2 separate regions of the Zea mays genome follow, and region 2 is linked to region 1. The links are chromatin contacts, called in public Hi-C maps. All regions are on one chromosome and are shown on one strand. The core of a region is the stretch at or near the end of the contact, and the rest is flanking DNA. Distances in the headings are between cores, read along the strand shown. Region 1 has its middle 11 kb from the start of LOC103636014. Region 2 holds the start of LOC103636044 (PLATZ transcription factor family protein).

Region 1 (6,145 bases), core at 3,350-5,849:
ATAAATAGATGGGCAAGGGCCTCTCCTCAAGCTACACCAAGCCATTTCATGGCAACTCACTTCCCCCCACTCCCACTCCCACACAAGCACAACACGAGCACAAGGATCGTTCGGTCGTTCATTCGATCGTTCGTCCACCTGTTCATAGTTTGTTCGTTCATTCGTCCGATTGTTCAATCGTTCATCCGATCGTTCATGGTTTGTTCATTTGTTTGTCCGACCATTTGATCGTTCGTCCAAATAATCTTTGTTCAGCCATTATGCTGCCGAAATTCCGATCGTTCGTTCGTTCATAGTCCCTATTCATCGTTCATCGTTCGTTCATCATCCATATTCATCATTCATTGTTCGTTCATAGTCCCTATTCATCGTTCGATCATAGTCCCTATTCATCGTTCATCGTTCGTTCATAGTCTCTATTCATCGTTCATACGGACTATGCATCAGTACTATTCATCGTTACTATTCATCATTACTATTCATCGTTGTTATTTATTGATGCTACTTATCGTTTCTGTTTCATCATTATTCTTCATCATTACTATTCATTGTTACTATTCATCGCCCATCCGATCACCTAAACATTCAACTGCTCATCCATCATGTTGTCCAGCTTACTTAAGACCTGCCAGACCAATATTCCAATCATACAAACTCCAGTGACTGTGATTTTCCTCCTAGTGAGAACTTTCCATCTGGTCATCCATCCTAGATTCCTCCAAGTTGAGCACGCTTAACTTCGAGATTCTTTCGAACCAGGCTTCCAAACTCATGTTCCAATAATTCTTGTTTCTAAATTCTTATCAAATTATTCCCTATCCAACCATGTCATCCCTTAAGCATGGTTCATATTCTAGAAAACTCCCAAAATGCTCTTGTCCCATATTCTGCCTATAATTTCCATGTTCAGACTAAGTCAGACAATTTATTAGTCACTATTCTCACCAACAGTGAACTATACTAAACTAAACCACAGGTACCTAGCTATAAATACACCCAGCTACCCTCTCCCTCTCCACACACTCAACACTCTTAGTCAAGGCAAACACCCCACCCACTCAGTTACCCCGCTCTGCCGGCTACGCGCATAGTGTCGCTTCGCCTCCAATACACCCTCCTGGTAAGCACCTCCACTCCGCCACCAGTAATATCACAACACCACATGACACAGATTCTGCTCAAGACTCTACCCATCCATATATCACCATTCTGACCACTATACTAAATATTTGTTGATATACTTGCTGGTTTGTATGTTTGCTTGTTCATGCTGCATAGTTATCGAAGCATTCGTGCCATCTCGTGAAGGCCAGATCTACAAGTCTACACCAGATGGTGGAGCCAGAACGAAGCCAGTTCCGCGAGCTCTCACCCTTTCGCTGGTTAAGCACGACAAGCTCACTGGATCCCTTTGATACATATATTACCTATGCTTTTCAACCACAACCCTCAGCCTGTTATTTTATGCATGATATGATTTTGCTGCTAAGAGACAAGTTATTATGGCCACCCAGCCTTAGAACTTCGTCGCAATTCATCTTTATACTCCTTGGCGTATTTGTTACAAATGATTTGAGAAAAGGTGTGAGTTTTCAAAATAAAATGTTTTTTCAAAATGGGTATGATGAAGGGTTGTCACCCTTATCACCCTTGAGCAGGATGATCAAGGACTCTCTGGTTTAGGGGAGGGCCTAAGGTGATGGCTCAGCCGGGTTAGATGTGAGCATGAAGGATTGTCCCTCTCGCCTAAGGACTGGTTTGTCATCACTCCTTACCTATACTCTTATCAAGTACAACCACTCGAGACTGTATGGGCAGTCGCTTAATCTAAACTTGCACGGTCCGAACCCCAGGATTATGATGGCTGGGGAGCACCAGGAGGATAAGGAAGGGGAGTGTTTTGTCCGGTTTGGACATGGTGGTGGCCTTGTTCCTTCCGGTATAATCGCTAAGGTAAGGACGTGCAAGGAATGAGAGAGTTTCGACATTCAGATCTCAAGACAGTGAGATTGCAGAAACCGTACTAGTTGGTAAAGTGTACACCTCTGCGTAGAGTTTAAAAACCTATTCGAATAGTCCGCGTCCATGGATATGGATGAGTCATGGCATGGATTTGATAATTAGTGTTTTGTTTTCCAAAATGCTTTTGGAAAGTGGTTTTAAAAGGTCCAGCGGTCGAGCCGTGAGCTATGGTGGACAGGAAGTCCAGTAGCTGTTTTTGAAAATGAAAACCAGTGGGAAACTGCTGAGATACCTAGATGGTTTAGTCGAGGGGATTTTGTTCTATATTGAAAAACTTCCTGCTCCTTTGGGATAGTATGTGCTTTGAAAAATACAAAATGTTTTACAAAATAACCCAGCATCAAATATTGTTCTTTCTATAAAATATCCTGAGCTCCACATACATTATATCTGATTTCCCCATTCCATGGGTGAAGATGGGCTGCTGGGTACATAAGTACTCACCCTTGCTTATTTGTTGTTTTTCAGAGAAGGAGATCGCTGATCGGGTAAGACTTACGCCTGTTCCCAACCATGCCTATGGTTGTTGGACCGTTGATTTGCTTCGCTGCGTATATCGGGTTGCTTCAGCCCCACTCTGATGATATGTCCCGAGTTGTGGACCAACTCTTAAAGTTGATCACCACCTTTATAGGTTTGTCTCGTTTAAGCAGATCTGGAATCATCTGATGTATAAATGTGTTTACTAGCCTCTTGGGACTAGTAATTGTATCACATTTGAGTCCCAGAGGATTGGAACGCTTCAAGCAAGTATAAGGTTATCGTTCCTAGCATATGACATAGGTCTGAAAGTGTCCGACCATCCCAAGCAACCCACCCTATGAGGCCCACCACGCTATTCAGCGATGAGACCCCTTCATAAGTTTTACCGTGGATATTCCCGCCTCTCTAACAACTCTTCTAATGTATATTGAAGCACTCCAATAAACTATTTAGGATCTTGAGTCATTGGGAAGTACTTGGACCATTGTTATGTGTTCAATACATTTAAACTTGCCACATGGCCACCAATAGACTATTATTAATCGACATAAGTAGGACCAATGCAACCAAAGCCATACTTTATTGCCCAACAAAGTCAACAATCAAAGTCTCCAGTCTTAGTCGATCTCTAATTATTATCCATCTACAAACCCATGTGATAGTAGTAGCAATATAACCAGGACCTATCTCTCATGAGTGACATCCCATCACTCGACTTCTACTGTGGATCCTTCGTATGGCATACTAACGATTCCTACCATGCTAGTAAGACTCATATGATAGAATAATTATGTGGGTGAGTTTAAATCGACTCATATAACTTGATGCACAAACAACATAAATAATAAGTACCGGTAAAATAGGGTTATGCATTGGTGCTTGCTGGATAAGATTGTATTATGCAAAATTAGTTATTGCCCATCTTTGAGGCACGATCCACCACCATCGTCAGAACTGAGTCACCATTACATCATCTTCTAGTTTGACCACATAGTCCATCAATCAATCCATCGATTCATCATAGTTTCTAAATGATATGCAAAACTACAATGCATACTTCAATCAAACAACCATATACACATGCATACACAAACACAATAGGACAAACCACTCATCATGGTTGACTAGGGTATTCAACATTTCCACTCCCATCCTCCCGCATGAGAACATACTCGTGAGTCGGTTATTAACAACATAGCATAACTTATCAAAATAACCAGTTTTACATAAAACATACAAGAGCAAGTTAAAAACACATGATATGAACTCATCTACTACTAATCAAAGTTAAAAATACTTAGCTTAGTCAAATATAGCACAAACAACATAGAGATCATTTATATATGCTTACTATCAAACATTCATCATACTTAATTAATTAAACAAAAACTATTAAAAAATATGGTGTACCAAACATCTATTTAGGATACGAAACTTTTATGGAAGGTACATCTCAACTAAACATATCTACGTACTACATATATTTTATAATTTTGAAAACAAAATAATTGCTACAACTAATTCAATTATTGAATACAAAAGACATGTGATCACATGATGCATCTCTAGCTTAATATTTAGTAAACACCTACGGCATATTATGGGTTTATGGGACATAACACAAAGTATAATACATAGAGGAAAACATTTTTTTCAATTTTTAGATATTTTAATTACTTTAAAGCCATTAAACAAGCATATTTAAAATAACTAATAAAAAGTAGCTATACATTTAAAAGAAAAGAAAAAAAGTATAGCCCATACATCTTTATACTATTCTACCATAAAAATTACACTGCTTTTGAATTACCCTAGCTATATCTACGAATTGAGAACCTAAAACCATTTATTTACATTTACAACAAAACTTTCATATTAAAAAACAGGATATTGTAAACATACTGCATAAATACATTCATGAGAAACTCAAAAAATGTTTTCCATTTTTAAATATTTTCAGCGACCTTTGCTGAATTTTAGAAGTTCTTCAACTTAAAAAGGAAAAGGAAAGTAAACTCCTCCAACCAGAACGGGTCCGGACCTGGTGCAGGCCATGGCCCATGCACGCTGCGCAGCCGGCCCAGAACGAGACGTGCAAAAGGCCCGTGCGGCCAGGGCAGAATCCCACAAGGCGGCTGGCAAGGCCCATCACGCTGCCCCACGCAAAAATGCATAAAGGACCCCGCGAAACTAGCAAACTATTTTGTCCAAAATGAGAAACTTCTCCTCGTACGCGACTTTACAAAAGTCTCCTCAAAAGATCTCTTCGTCCCTACGCGAGCCCCTGCCAAACACACACGAGCAGGGACGAGGAGCAGGCCGGCCACGGCAACCACGCCGGGGGCGTGGAGGGCCTCCCCGCGTCCGGCCGCACCCAATGCAGGCAACAACGACCGGTGCGTGCGAGGGGCCCCGCCCGGCTAGCTGCGTGTCCGGCGGGCGGCTGCACTGCGGCGACAGCGGACCGAGAGCGAGGGTGAGGTAGGCTCACCGTCTCTGGCGCACGTGGGAGAGGCGAGGGCGAACCCAGAGCGAACTTTTGCGGGGATTCCTGAGAAGGGGAGAGATACGACCGCCATGGCTTAAAAGGCCAAAGGGGCAATGAGGGCGGCTTCGGACTCGGACCTCTGCTCAGGAAGGGTGCGCGAGGGCACGAGCGGCGCTGGCACGTGCGCGCGGTCAAGGGTGGCAGCGGCAGGGACGTCGTCGTCGCGGCGGCCGCGACGAGGCAGCAGGCGCCAGCGCCAGAGCAGGGCCGGCATATGAGTGAGCACTGAAAATGCAAATTCTAAGCGGACACAGTCTTTGAACACTATAGCGAAAATGTTCCCCGCACCGCAGATTACTCTTTATCTTTTTTTTTAAGGTACCAAAGTCATAAACATCATAAATTCGGAGATAAATGATACGGAAGATTATAGTGTCAGTGGAAACACTGAGTTCACGGACTGAGTCCAAAACTCCTGCTTTGGCACTATTGAGCTATGCTTTTGAATAATCAAACTCTTTCAACATGTCCCAAACTTTGCGAAGGTCTTCTATGCTCAAACTTCAACTTTGTGAAGGTCAACGTTGAAAATACGGAACCAGAGAATACGGGACATCAACGTTGAAGAACCAACCAAGACTTCAAAAAACATCATTTAAAACCGTATTTTTATTCAAGATCACATTCAACCAATGGTGGATATTTACTGGTTGTACAACAGTCGACTATTCTGGTCGTGCGCATAGCATTTTCCATTCAAAAAAGAACTAGCTAGCACTTTAGGTTTTTGATATATGTAAGCACACTTCATCCACATTGTCATCGACACAAGAAAGAACTTTCCAAATCGCAGCCGTCATTTTGTGCAACACATCGCTATTGGAGGTCATAGTTGGATCCACGCTGCTTCAATTCGCCTCCCATCATCCCATGTCATCCTCGTCTCTCCATCATCGCCCTCTTCTCTAGGAAGAAGCATGGCGACAACTACTGAACTACCTTGTACCACGGGTCATACTAGCTGAGTCTTAGCCCTAATTCCATACATGTCGTAGGCCCGTAGCGTTGTGGCATGTCACGCACTGTCAAAACATTCAGTCACTATTGAACCGTCGTTATTGATTATGGCGGAGCCGACAGTGTTCATGGTTA
Region 2 (5,983 bases), core at 122-2,621, 140 kb before region 1:
ACCTTTTTCTCATGAGCACATATGAACCATGGTACACGTGTGTAGCCAATTGTTTTGGAATGTGCTATTAAAGGGTTTTTATGTGTTATTGTGTCCGTACATATGTTTGTATTTTAGGTAATGACTAGGGATCCTTAAACCAGAAGCACATATGCAACAAAAACAGTTGTAGTGGCTTTAGTTTTAAAAACAGTTGAAATAAGTTGCAAGGATCCAAAAACCAGAGGCCGTTACAACCGTTATTGTTGCATATGTGCCTATATATGGTCGAAATATCCCTTACTACCTGAAACACAAACATGTATGAACACGACAACGCATAAGAAACCCTTTAATAGCACGTTCCAAAATAATTGGTTACACACGTGTACCACGACCCATACATGCTCATGAGAAAAAAAGTAGATCTTGAACTAAACTTAGGAAACAAACATATATATGCCATGGTGGACCTACAGTTGAATGAAATTGGAATAGAAAAAGGTCGCTCATAGAAAGCACCGGTTAACAATTTTAGATCTAGATAGATACCCATGATAACCTTGTGGGGCATTACTAACTAAAAACTAGCTAGGTAAAAGAAGTCGCACGGATCCAAAAACTAGAGACCGTTAACCGTTATTGTTGCGTACGTGGCTCTAGTTGAAATATCCCATTAGTACCTAAAACGCAAACCATGTATGGACATGATAACGTGCAAGAAATGTTTCGGCAACACGATCCAGAGCTGTCGATTACACACGTGTACCTGAAACGCAAAACATGTACGAACATAATAACGCGCAAGAAACGTTTCGGCAACATGATCCAGAGCTGTCGATTGCACACGTGTACTACGGTTCATACGTCCACGAGGGAAACCGGAGATCTGAAACTAAACTTAGAAAAAAAACAATCATATAAGCCATGATGAATTTATAGCCTAACATACTAGGATGGGGAAAAAAGTCGCTCAAGAGGGATAGAGACCCTTTTTCAAGGAGATCAGAAGCTATATATTGCCTGGATTTATAGAGCACAAATAAACATCTAGATATGGATGAATATGAACCAGCTACTATACTGTGGTAGAAATTCGTTCTACGCACGCACGGATCCATCGAGAGCGGCAGAAGTGTTTCTCATGTATATTACCTTGTTGGTTGCGGTGCAAGAGGAACCTATGCAAGACATGTTGCCGTGCTGCTGGAGAGTGTGTTCTCTCGATCTCACAGCTCACTAGCACAGTCGTAGCATCTATGTATCTTGTGTTTTACTACTGGTTCCTCTCTCTCGCCGGAGGAAATCTGGAAAGCTGAGCCGCGCGATGGGGCCAAGATAGAGGATGATTATAAATAGGGAAACTCAGAAGGGGGAAATATAATGGCTTTTGTTTAATTAATAACACAACATAGTGTTAACGTGGCTATATCTCTCTCGTTTTAATTAATTTGTAAAAGAATCCTGAATCAGTTAATCACGGCCGTCGGTGAACTGACCTACCAACCAATCCAACGGTGTAGCCTCACGTACGCGACACCGTGATGTCGTGTGTGCCGCCGTTCCAACGAGCGGAGCCGGAGAGTGGTCAGGTCAGGTTTGATGACAGGACAGGACCAGCCAGAGAAGAGATGCCGGGCGGCCCATGCATATGCTCACGTTGAGCGCGAGGCGAGTCCGCGTGCTCGAGTTGAGCGTGAGCTAGAGCCGACGCCGTTGGTTGCAGACGCAGTTCGCGGGTGGCGCCAGCTTGGAGCCGCGCTGCTTGCGTTGCGCCTCAGCCGGTCAAGGCGTACGTTTCTACAGCGCTTTCTCTACTCATTCAATGTGCCCGGATGTCAGTTGCACTGCTTTTTAGCAGCGCTAAACTTTTGAATTCAGAGCGTGGTTTCGTCGAAGCACAGGTGATGAGAGAAAGGGGGACCGGTGGGGAAAATAATAAAAAAACTTGTGTTAAATATAGAATGGTATGTACGTTAAAGATAGAAAGTTAGATATAAAGTTGTATACGTTAAAAATAGAAAGTTACATATATTTATATAATAGAAAAGAGTTATGCTCTTACCACTATATAATCCATCAGTTTAAACTTTGCAAAAATCACACAACCAAATCACCCCATACTCATTATCCCCACTAAATTCACCTAACATATTGTACTCAAACTTAACACACTATCAAAATCAACGGTCCAGATAGTTGAATAACTCATCTCCCTTCCCCATGAACTACTTTATATGAATCATCCCTCATCCCTTCCCTTCCCTTCCCTTCCCTTCCCCCTCTCCTCACTTGCTCCACCGCCATCATCGATCATCTCCTCGGGATCGTGTGTAACACATGCTATATAGTAGTCATATGAAAGTTTAGGGTTCTGTCACTTAATTTAGGCACTGTTGAATTCAGAGCGTTGTTTCGTGGAAGCAGAGGTGATGAGGGGATGGGGGACCGGCCGGGAAAATAATAATAATAATAAAACTTGCGTTAAATATAGAATGGTATGTACGTGAAAGATAGAAAGTTAGATATAAAGTTGTATACGTTAAAGATAGAAAGTTACACATATTTATATAATAGAAAAGAGTTATGCTCTTACCACTATATAATCCATCAGTTTAAACTTTGCAAAAATCACACAACCAAATCACCCCATACTCATTATCCCCACTAAATTCACCTAACATATTGTACTCAAACTTAACACACTATCAAAATCAACGGTCCAGATAGTTGAATAACTCATCTCCCTTCCCCATGAACTACTTTATATGAATCATCCCTCATCCCTTCCCTTCCCTTCCCTTCCCTTCCCCCTCTCCTCACTTGCTCCACCGCCATCATCGATCATCTCCTCGGGATCGTGTGTAACACATGCTATATAGTAGTCATATGAAAGTTTAGGGTTCTGTCACTTAATTTAGGCACTGTTGAATTCGGAGCGTTGTTTCGCGGAAGCAGAGGTGATGAGGGGATGGGGGATCGGCCGGGAAAATAATAATAATAATAAAACTTGCGTTAAATATAGAATGGTATGTACGTGAAAGATAGAAAGTTAGATATAAAGTTGTATACGTTAAAGATAGAAAGTTACATATATTTATATAATAGAAAAAGTTATGCACTTACCATTATATAATCCATCAGTTTAAACTTTGCAAAAGTGTAATACCCAAAAGCGTAAAAGTGAAGATAGAGATGAACTCAGTATTTTGTGACCTTTATGCACCATCACATGTGAACACCATAATTAAAAAAAACAAATTAATTAATAAGATATATGTCCCTAAATTATGCATCATGCTGGTTTTCATTTTTTTGTGTGCATCTTGTGACAATATAAACATCATATGAAAAGAAATATATTAAAGTTCCAAAGGAGAATTTAGAAATTAAAAGAAAATCTAGAACTTAGCAGTGGAGGAAGAAATATTACATAACACAAAATAAATTTATAAATAAATAAATTCATCACAGATTGGGTATGTTCAAATTGTATTTTTAATCTGAGGAACATTTATCACAAGATTTGAGTTTGGAATTTAAATTTAAAATGAGAAAGGGAAAACAGAAAATAAAAAAAATGCAGTTGGGCCAACTTCATGCGTTCGGCCCATTACATCACTACACCGCGCGGCCCAGCCTCCACCCCTCAACTCGGCGCCGACCTGAGGGTCCCACCTGGCAGTCATACGCTTACGTCCATGTTTTTCTTCCACCGCTCTCTCTGTCAGCCGGGTCCCACACGTCACACTCTGCGTTCGAGTCGTCTTCTTCCTCCCCAACAGCCTCTCCGCTTCCTGCGCTGCGATCTCCACTAGCTGCGCGACTCCACGCGCATGTTCCGTGCGGATGCGCACTTGCGCCTGACCGATTCCCCCGCGGACGGATGGGCCCCCGGTGTCAGCACCCCCTCCGTCCTCCTCACGCGGGCGTGGACCGGGATTCGTGCGTGATGGCGTCGATAATTTCGGCTAGGTCCGCGTCTTCGGGATGGTTAAGCTTTGGCTGCCACCGTGGAGATATAAATTTCCCCCCTGTGTCCTTGGCTCGTTGATTTGAACCGTACCTAAACGCCGAGAGTCATATCACCGTAGAGCGCAGAGAGAGAACCGGGAGAAAGTCATCCGCGCCGCCGACCCGAGAGAGAAAAGAGTGTCGTTGTTGGGCAACCCTTCTGCGTAGTCGTTTGGAGCCTGGGGCTGTGTCAGGGAGCTTTGTGTGATCATGCCTGGGGAGTTGGGCGGCGTTCCGTGCGAGGTGGGGCAGTCAACAGACCGGTTGCTCCTCGCCGGAGCAATGGATCCACCCTGTGTCGTGAAAAAGGGGTGTCTGCACTCCTTTATCCGGTAAATCCTCTCCCCTTTAGTTCACCGCACAATCTGGGTTGTTGCGCACCTCGTGGTGATTTGTTTGGGCTGCCAGGCATCGAGTATTGCTCATCGACGGTCATGGCAACATCGTAGTGTCGTAGAGACCGTGGTTAGCAGTCTGGGCATGATGATCAGGGTGGAGAAGTAGGCTAGCAGGGTCGTAATAGAGAGGGCTTTGTGTAGAATCAGTCGTATCAAGTATTAGAGCCTAGGGCGCGGAGCATACGACCTCTAGCCATGGCGCGCCGCCGCGAAATCGTCTCTGGGTCGGTCACCACCGCATCTGGCTTCCAGGGTTGAAGACAAGGCACGTCCATTGATTTGATCTGAACGGCTGGGATCAAACCGTAGATATACCCTTTTAGCACTTTAAATCTAGGCCGCAAGTCGTGCATCCGAGGGCTGGGAGTGGGCACTGTCGTGGTTGGATCTTGGGCGTTGGCTTCGGATCCAACGGTCACGTTTGTATACCGGTTCACATAATGCGCCATCTAATCGCGACCCTCAGAGTAAGATCTAGCGGCTCAGATTCACCGATACCCCTTCGTTTGGCTTATTTACTAAAGAGACCCCGAAGAAATCACAAATCAACCCGCCATCCAGAGAACCCTATTCACTGAGTCTCGGTAATCTTGCGCCAGAGCCCCTGACTTTTCCAAAAATTGACGCCTAGTCCAGAGAACAAATAAAACCAGAAAAATGAATTTAAAAATGGATTTTTAGTATTAATTTAATGCCAGAATTTGTATAATTCATAGAAAATTCATGTTAACTCCAAATTGAACCATTCCAGTTGCTAAAATTTTGTAATAATATTATCTATCATTTAGTAGCTCTGTTTTGACATGAACACAGTAATAAAACTAATTTAACATTTAATCCTATTTTAATCACATTAAACCTTAGGAAATTCATAACTTGGATTCTATAACTCCAAATTTAGTGATTCCAGTTCCTATGATCTCATTTTAATGTGTAGATTTTTACTGTGTATTTTATTTATATGTTTGGTGCAATGTTAATTTTTGCTATACTATGTATGTATTGTGTTGATGCGAATAGACGAGCAAGCTACCGTGGAAACTGAGGTTCAACAAGTAGAGATAGCTGAGCAGGAGCTCATTGAAGGCAAGTTGTGCCCTTGATCACTTACTTTTCCCAGCCATGTTCTTATTAATTTTAATGATCTGCATAGGTTAATTTTGATGGGATCCTTTAGGTTACCCCAGTTTTGGTTATCTTTATACCTTGTTCACCACTGAAACATTTTTGGGTAGTACTTGCTATTGCTTTATGTGGATTGGGTATGGAGATACACTACTCATGTTTATTCTATTATTATCTTGTTATTATTACTGTTCATGTTAAGATCATCAAATTAATGGGAACATGGAGCGACCACCCGGGAAAACAGTGCTACCACAAGGGTTTAATGGGACGCCCTTGGCTGATTAACTAGGAAAGCTAGTGGAGGTCTTCCTTACCCGAAAGAGGCAAGGGCAGTAGGGGAGTGGTCAGTGTAGGGAGGTCCTTGGTTGATTTTGCTGCGATGGCGGTCAGGCAAGAACCCTGCACTGGAGCTTCCTATAAACTGTAGCGGGATTTCTGAAGCTAGTGGAACTTTGTAAAGGCCT

The links. A called contact is a pair of places that touch in the nucleus more often than the background predicts.
Region 2: a Hi-C map of tassel shows a contact between it and region 1, with 2.2 times the contacts expected there. The contact joins the promoter of LOC103636044 here to the enhancer-like site in region 1. A contact is called at or near these places in 5 of 25 Hi-C or Micro-C datasets (endosperm, leaf and tassel).

The regions. Positions count from the first base shown.
Region 1 is chr1:69,567,550-69,573,694 of Zm-B73-REFERENCE-NAM-5.0, reverse strand. No RefSeq gene overlaps it. Among protein-coding and RNA genes, the nearest start is that of LOC103636014, 11 kb to the right of the region's middle. Within about 2 kb of position 4,599, at least 18 of the 20 cell types and tissues checked have an H3K27ac peak or open chromatin away from gene starts, as enhancers often do. A contact at or near this core is called in endosperm, leaf and tassel, where this site is marked.
Region 2 is chr1:69,701,386-69,707,368 of Zm-B73-REFERENCE-NAM-5.0, reverse strand. It overlaps LOC103636044 (PLATZ transcription factor family protein), which reads right to left and starts at 1,371. Exons shown (of 4, transcript XM_008658404.4): 1 at 1,135-1,371. The coding sequence starts at 1,173.